Linked DNA regions of Mus musculus: regions 2 and 3 are each linked to region 1. A link is a contact called in public HiChIP or PLAC-seq data. All regions are on one chromosome and are shown on one strand. Each heading gives the region's core, a stretch centred on a gene start, on an enhancer-like site or on the middle of the called end of the contact. The rest is flanking DNA. Distances are from core to core; before and after follow the strand shown.

What was found. HiChIP or PLAC-seq counts read pairs in DNA pulled down with a chosen protein or histone mark.
Region 2: a contact with region 1 is called in an H3K4me3 HiChIP or PLAC-seq map of stem cell-derived neural progenitor cells, with 2.9 times the contacts expected there. The contact joins the promoter of Mir9-3hg here to the promoter of 5430400D12Rik in region 1. A contact is called at or near these places in 2 of 484 Hi-C or Micro-C datasets (both in cortical neurons) and 1 of 115 datasets of contacts at active chromatin or transcription factors (stem cell-derived neural progenitor cells).
Region 3: an H3K27ac HiChIP or PLAC-seq map of embryonic stem cells shows a contact between it and region 1, with 5 read pairs. The contact joins the promoter of Rhcg here to the promoter of 5430400D12Rik in region 1. A contact is called at or near these places in 4 of 484 Hi-C or Micro-C datasets (cortical neurons, embryonic fibroblasts, embryonic stem cells and 1 more), 1 of 115 datasets of contacts at active chromatin or transcription factors (embryonic stem cells) and 1 of 9 other capture datasets (embryonic stem cells).

The regions. Positions count from the first base shown.
Region 1 is chr7:79,919,390-79,921,902 of GRCm38.p6, forward strand. 5430400D12Rik (a long non-coding RNA gene) reads left to right here and starts at 1,260. Exons shown (of 2, transcript XR_003946805.1): 1 at 1,260-1,550; 2 at 1,660-2,513. It overlaps Ap3s2 (adaptor-related protein complex 3, sigma 2 subunit), which reads right to left and starts at 1,251. Exons shown (of 6, transcript NM_009682.3): 1 at 1,120-1,251. The coding sequence starts at 1,188.
Region 2 is chr7:79,498,767-79,501,279 of GRCm38.p6, forward strand. It overlaps Mir9-3hg (Mir9-3 host gene), which reads left to right and starts at 1,260. Exons shown (of 3, transcript NR_040314.1): 1 at 1,260-1,484.
Region 3 is chr7:79,616,401-79,618,913 of GRCm38.p6, forward strand. Rhcg (Rhesus blood group-associated C glycoprotein) reads right to left here and starts at 1,257. Exons shown (of 11, transcript NM_019799.3): 1 at 940-1,257. The coding sequence starts at 1,126.

The DNA.
Region 1 (2,513 bases), core at 10-2,509:
AGTGTTCTATTTAAAAACGTAGTTGGAAAATCCTATTTTAAAAAGCAAATACTTTTCATTTATGATGAAAAAAGGAATAAAAGACCCAGAGACATTTCTGTTTGTTTGTTTGTTTTTCAAAACAAGGTTTCTCTCTAAAGCCCTGGCTGTCCTGGAACTCACTGTGTAGACCAGGCTAGCCTCGAACTCAGAAATCCACCTGCCTCTGCCTCCCAAGTGCTGGGATTAAAGGTGTGTGCCAGAACCGCCCGGCAAGACATTTCTTAACGTGTACAAAAGGTGGGGCTGAAGCCTGAAAGTCTTCTGATTTTATTCCCTCTCAGACAGAACCAGTCTCTCAGGAGGATATTTTGAAACCTAACCACGAATAAAATATTGGGGTACAGAAGGCAAAGAACGGCATCTGCGTTTCCCCAAAGGAAATGTTTCCAGAAAATTCAAATGTGCACGAACATTGCTGAGGCATTCCATGATGGCATTTGTTTATTTGTTTAATTATATGATTTCTTAAGATGCGGTCTGGTGTAGCTCAAGCTGGCTTAGAACTAGCTGTGTATCTGAGGATAACTTTGAAGTCCTGATCCTCTCGCCTCCATCTCCCGAGTTCTGAGCTTTGAGGTGTGCACCACTACAACTGGCATCTTGTAAAAATAGCTCATTTCCCCCTAATTTTAAAAGAGACTTTCTGCAACCTTACAGGATAAAAAGTATCCCAACCCTGATAAGTGCCAGCCAATGCTGAAGCAAGTGATTCCACGAAAGAACTTCTCTCCATGCCCTTGAGAAAAAATAAACGTAAAAGAACCCAACGACCAGATCATCACAAAACTACGCTCATCAATTTAAAAAACAAAACAAATACAGAAACAAAAAACTAAAGACAGAGGCTGTCACCCAATATCTCAATGCGGCACACTGTGTACTGAGTCTGTCCCTAAGACCCAAGGGAAAGTGTCACAAAACACAGAAAAGCCAAGATCCAGGAAGGATGAGGGAGGAGCAGGGGGGTGGGTCATGCACGGTGCCAGAGCAGGAGATGCTGCTGAGCGCGGCTGCGGGCCGTGGGGAAGGGATGGCTCTGGTGCTCCGCAGGGGCATGGTTGGTGGGGCTGCACTCACAAAACGCTGGTAGAAGCGGACCAGCCGCGGTTTTCCATGGTTGTTGAAAACCAGAATCGCCTGAATCATCTTTGCCGGTCCCGCTTCTCTCGGTACCACCTGCTCCAAGAACGCACCTTCTTCCGGCACAACACGAACACTTCCTGTTGGTGTCCCGCTGAAAGCTGCTCCCGGAAACTTAGTCTCGGTACCCCTGGGCACCGAGCACTAAAGTGTCCTGCCGCTCTGGCACCCTGAGAGGTCGGCGCGCTTTCCTGGGGAGCACGGCTGTAGAAGCCCAGGAGCACGGTCGCCTTGGCCAGCCTGGGAACGAATCCAAGCCTGGCTGGGACTGAGCCCCTCATTCTGGTTCCATCCTGGAGCCAACCGTGTCGGCAGCAAGCATCGAGACTGGCAATTCCTGCCAGCAGCCGCGCCAGTTTGAGGGACCAGTAGGTGTTTGTGTTTCTTCTTCTAACCTTGGACTAGCAAAAGCTAGGCTTTTATGTTGCAGTGAATTAGGCAAAAGTCTGCCAGTCAAACGGTCATTCTCTCCTTTAGATGGTGAAAGTTGACATCATACGGGATCTCTCATCCAATCCCACATAAACGGAACGGTTGGTCTCAAACTGGTAACACCTTTTCTCATTTATTTATTCATTTAGTTATTCGTTTGTTTGTTTATATGTTATCTTTCTTTGAAACGGAGTCTCACTGTGTCGCCCTGCCTGGCTTTGAACTCAGAGATTCGCCTGCCTCTGTGACCCTAAATGCTGGGATTAAAAGCCTGCACCACCACATACATCCCTGGGATTTTAGTAAATAAAAATTCAAATGACTATTGCATTGAAGTGGGACAAAATGATTCAAATGTTGGACGGAAATGTCAAAGACAATTCTAAAACAGAGTAGCAAGAAGGAACCAGCTTTGCCCACCAATCAAACCAAGCAGGATAATTTGAAGTATGTTTTAAAGTTACATTTATATGGATTTTTTTGGAGAGGACCCACGCGCCTGCAACGGTGCATGTGTGGAAATCAGAGGACAATTTGGGGAGTCAGTTCTCTCTTGCTGTGTAAAAGATCTAATGTAAGCCATCAGACTTGGCAGTGCCTTTACCTCACAAGCCTCAAATCATAATTAAAAGGTGAAGTATTATTGAACTATAACACAATAGTCTGTGGTAAACAATTTTAAAGATTTAATTTTAATTATGTTGTATGTGTATATGTCCAAATGTTGCTTCAGGTGCCCTCAGAGACTAGAAGAGGCCACCTTAGAGCTGGAGTTTATAAGCAGCTGAAGTGAATGCTGGGAGCAACTCCAGTCGTTTGGAAGAGATGTAGTCTTTCCAAGCCCTTGGCATGAAATAATTTTAATATATGATGTAGGGGCTATCATAGTTTGGCTGTAG
Region 2 (2,513 bases), core at 10-2,509, 420 kb before region 1:
TAATTTTAAGAGGAGGCATCTAGGAAGATCGTGGAGACCAACACAGTAAAAATAAATAAATAAATAAATAAATAAATAAATAAATAAATAAATAAATAAATAAAATAAAGTAGCAGGGGAAATAATCAGAGCAAGACCAGGAAGAAGAAAGGAGCGGTGGCAGGCACAGCTTCCGGGAGGTGGTGTTCTAGGAATCCGGGAGAGCATGCCCCATTCAAACGGCTCAACTCCCTCCTTTGGGAGGCGATCAGTTTGCAAGGGGTTAACTGCGTTGCTCATGAACTTGGCCTGTCTGTCTGGCTCAGGATGAATGATGAGACACGCTGACAAGTTCGGCCGGAGGGACCTCCCCTGCTGTGGTGGCGAGAGAAGCACACTGGCAGAAGGGACCCTGAGCGAACCACAGGGACGCAAGAGGAAGAGGTGGTTCCGCAGGTCAGGCACTCGGGTCTGCCTGCCCTCTCTGTTCCCGCCTCCTCTTGACCTTTCGCCCCCTTCCTCGTAGCTTCCTAATATCATCTTGGAGCACTAGAATTTTCAGGGGCTCTGACTCTGAGTCCCAGAACCCTGTACCCGCCCTGTGGACAATGCCGAGCGCGATGCAGCCGGGCTCTGGAGCCTGACCCGGGGAGGCCGGATTCAGCATTTGGACAGCGGCTCGGGGGCCGGTTTGCGGCCCAAAGAGTTTGCAGGTGCACCGCCCTGGATGAGGCGAGGTAGGGGACACTCTGGGTCTCGGAGGAGCGTGATCCAGGTTGGAACGCAACCCAGACTGTCAACGAAACACGTTCCTGCGAGCTAAAGAATCCCTTCCGAGCCCTCATTGCGACCACCAAACCAGCCAATCCCTCGTGGGTTCCCTCAGCCAACACTTGTGTGTGTGAAAAGATCAAATGCCCCCATTGCATCCAGAGCGCAGACGTCCCTCAAATCCTAGGCTCTCCATTCTTCCCCGAGCATCCTGGATCCCTGGGCTTGGAGCTGCCTGTGAGGCTTCCAGCCCTCTGCTTGTCACCACTTCCCAGGTGGTTGGTGGCTCTGGGTGAACCCAGTGGAGCGGGGCGTTTGCGGGGAGGGCTGTTCGGATGCAAGCTGGGCGCGGGCAGGCTGGGCCGGGTCGCAGGGCAGGGCGCCCCTCGTCTCCTGCCTCCGCCTCTCGGTTCCGCACTGGTCCGAGTGAAGCCAGGGGGGGCGGGGGGGAGCCGCGCTGACGTCACTGCGGGCCGTGCCCGCCCGAGAAGGCGGCGCTGAGCCGCTCAGAGCCGGGAGAAGCGGCGCGCCGCCAGGAACCCCCGCGCCACCGCCGCCGCGCCTGCCTCCAGCAGCTCTCGGCCACGCGACCGTGCGGTCAGCGGCGCTTGGAGGGCGGCCGGAGCTGGGCCTGAGCCTGGAGACTCGCCTGATCCCGGGCGGCCGAACCACCATCACCACAACCGCCCCACCCCCGCCGTCGCCTCGTGGGGCCCCGGCCCCCTCCCGGGTCCGTAAGTGTCACTGCCTTCTGCGTCTCGGCCGGGCTAGAAGAGAGGGGCTAGGGCGTCAGGTTGGTAGTCTCCACTAAGACAGTGTCAGGGAGCCGGCTGGACTGGTTCAGGGGCCTGGGGTATCTCTGTGGGTCCCTCTTGAACATCTCAAGGGCTCAGGGCTTTTCTTGACTACAGGGGGGTTGGGGGTTAAGCTCTAATTGTGGGTCAGAGCTCAGGCATCTCCCGCAAATCTTCAAGACCAAGGTCAAGGGTCTTGGGATAGCGAGATGAGACGCGCCTGCGGTGTTCAGAAAGGGACAGGGTGAGAGGTCCGATGGAAGTTGTGGGGAGGTAGAGAGAGAGAGGTTTGAGGGAAAGAATGTTTCTGAAAGAGGTTTCAGGGAGTCCCCTCCCTAAGTCCTACCCGTGACTTTCTTCTGCCTTCTTATCCCTCACCGCTCCCCCCCCACACACACACACACCAACACACAAATAACCTACAAAGTGGCTTCCTGGAAAAAAATTTTTTTGAGAAAAATGAAACACATAGCACCCACTCTAAGCAAGATTTGTGACGTCTTTTTCCCCTTTTAAATAGGAAGTTGGGAGAGCCCTCCTTTCAGTACTCCACTCCATGCTTTGGGGCAGGCCTTTTGGAGCTGTCTGTGGGCGTCTCTGACACTCCCTCCAGTCTAGCTTTGAGCTGAGAAGAACAAGGGAACCATGGATGGAGCTTGAGGCTGTTTAGGGTCATCTCTGGGAGAAGCTTGGGTGGTAGGGTGTCACAGGAAGGAGGCAGCTGGCTCTAGCAAGGAGAGGCTCCAGGCCAAATCTCTGGAGCAGCAAAGACATCCAAAAAAATACAATCTCTGAGCCATTGTGGCAGAGAGGCCAGATGCTGGGCTTCAAGGGGAGAGAGACCCTCTTTGAATCTTCTTCATATTGGGGGTGTGTGATAGGTTCTTAAGGGGGTCTGGAGTTTGAGGGTCTGGCTTTCAGTCAAGGGAGGTCAGAGGTAGGTTAAGTAGGCACAGACATAGGGGTGCA
Region 3 (2,513 bases), core at 7-2,506, 300 kb before region 1:
CTGAGACCGCCCACCCTGAAGCAGCAGAGCCACGATAGAAGAGAGGTTTGTCACTTAAGGGCCATATTCTTCTTCATCGTCTTTTAAAAATCTGTTAGAGTGTTTTACCTGAATGCTTGACATGTGTGCCTGGTGCCCAGGGAGGGCAAAAGAGGGCATCAGATTCCCTGGAACTGGAGTTATAGATGGTTGTGAGCAACCATTTAAGGGCTAAGAATCAAACCCCTGGTCTTCTGGAAAAGTAGCCAATGCTCTTAACTGTTGAGCCATCTCTCCAGCCCCTACAGCCATATTCTTAGCCATAGCTTCATAGCTTCACGGATGCAGAAAAATCCCAGGAAAAGGAAGGGTGGCCACTGGCTTTTTCCCAAACCCTGGGACCTTGTGGCCCAGCACCACCTCTGGTCCCACACACAGTCTCAGTATCAGAAGTGGAGAGCTATCATGCCATCATTGTGATCCCTGACATCTATCTATATGTGAGGTGTGTGCAAGCCAGATCACCTGCTACTTAGGTGGTAAAGGTGGAATTCTGGCTTTTGACGACACCAAGTAGGCCAGGGACACAGGAGGCATCTGATGGCTGGGAGAGAGATGAAGGTTAAATAAAAAGAAGAAGAAGAAGAAGAAGAAAAAAAAAACTCAAACTAACCAAACAACAATCACAAAATCGGCCCACTTGTTTCAGGTGACTGCCTCTACCAGACTTTCAAAGTGTGAGCACATCTGACCATTTCTCCAGTGACTGGCTCAGGCTGTACCCTGGTGCAGATTCTACCCTGGGACCAGCTGGGAACTGTGGGGCATCATTGGCCCCCTCCATCTCCAGCCTGTCAGAGCCAGGGGCGGACCTAATGCGGAGCCCAGTCAGGCGCCCGCCCAACTAGCTAGGGTCTATCAGGAGACTCCTTAAGTGAATCTGCGGGCCATAGGACTTACTCGGGTAGCGATAGTAAAACTCGTTCTCAACGTCGCTGGAGATGTTCTTGCGCTTCTTCTCCAACCACCAGTGAGCATCGGCTTGGATGTCGTAGCGCACGAACACGCCAAAGAGAACCACCATGGTCACTTGCAGGATCAGGCAGGTGATGGGCAGCCGCCCCCGAAGGTTGGTGTTCCAGGCCATGCTCCGCACTGCTGGCCGCTTGCTCTGAACGCTGGGCTCCGAGACCAGGGAGACGCTTAAAGGACCGGGACACTGGGCGGGGCGGACGCGGAACAGCTGACCATGGTGCCGCCCACGCGCCTCGGGCTCTACCCAACCGGCGAGAGTCCCGCGGGGCCTCCCGAGCCCAGTACCCCTAGAAGGAAAGCTCCAGGTGATGGGAGCAGGGCAGAAGGAAGATGTAGAACGCCCCAACTTCTGCGCGTCCCGTCGATGCCTGGCCTTTCCCGCCCTGTTCGGGTGAACTGGGAGAGAGGATGCTCATCACTCATCCAGATTAGAACAAAGAATTCCCAGACTGGAATCACTATCCCCATCACCCCCCTCCCCTCATCCTTTTTAGGACACACCTTCGGTAATCTAGGCTGGTTTCAAACACTTGGCAATCCTGCCTCAAGCCTCCGACTTGAGCTACCCACCACTTAAGATCCTTTCCTTTTTCAGTTCATGAACTTTAAAGGAGATGAATGAATAGAAAGTAAAGGAAAAAGGAGAGACTGCCCCAGACCCGAGAAGCGTGGGGGGGCGGGTACAGAAAAGCATGAGGAAGAAAATGAAAACCATCAGTTCTATGCCATCTACATGCATTTAGTCTTTCAAGCCTGTCCGAGAGGGCACAGGAATGACCGTTGGAATATTATTCACATACAGCTTGTGCTACTCAACATAAATAGACATCTCCCCAACTCTTTACATCTTTATTTTATTTTATTTATGTCTTCCTTCCTTCCTTCCTTCCTTCCTTCCTTCCTTCCTTCCTTCCTTCCTCCCTTCCTTCCACAAGACAGTGGTACCCCATGCTGGCATAGTGGAGTCTGCAGAGTTCCCCACACAATGATCAATGCTCAGCCACATGTATTACCTATTGGCAAGTAAGGCTGTAAATCTGGCGCCGATGGAAGTACATGGGAAGGAATTCATGGACACATGGAAAGACCTAAGAATCCCTAAGCTTGTGCCACTGATTCCAGACACACTGTCCAACAGTAGGAACTGGCTAGAACACAAGCATCAGTTATCTTGCTTTTTTTTGTTGTTGTTTTTATTTTTTCCCAGACAGGGTTTCTCTGTGTAGCCCTGGCTGTCCTGAAACTCATTCTGTAGACCAGGCTGGCCTCAAACTCAGAAATCTGCCTGCCTCTGCCTCCCAAGTGCTGGGATTAAAGGCGTGCACCACCACTGCCCGGCTCATCTTGCTTTTAAGAAGGATGCTGGACCTGGCAAGATGACTCAGCTGGTAAAGATGCCTGCCATCAAGTCTTGAGTTAGAGCCCTCAGACCCACATGGTGGGAAGAGAGAACCAACTCCCACAAGTTGTTCCCTGGAGGCATGTGTCCACTTGCGTGC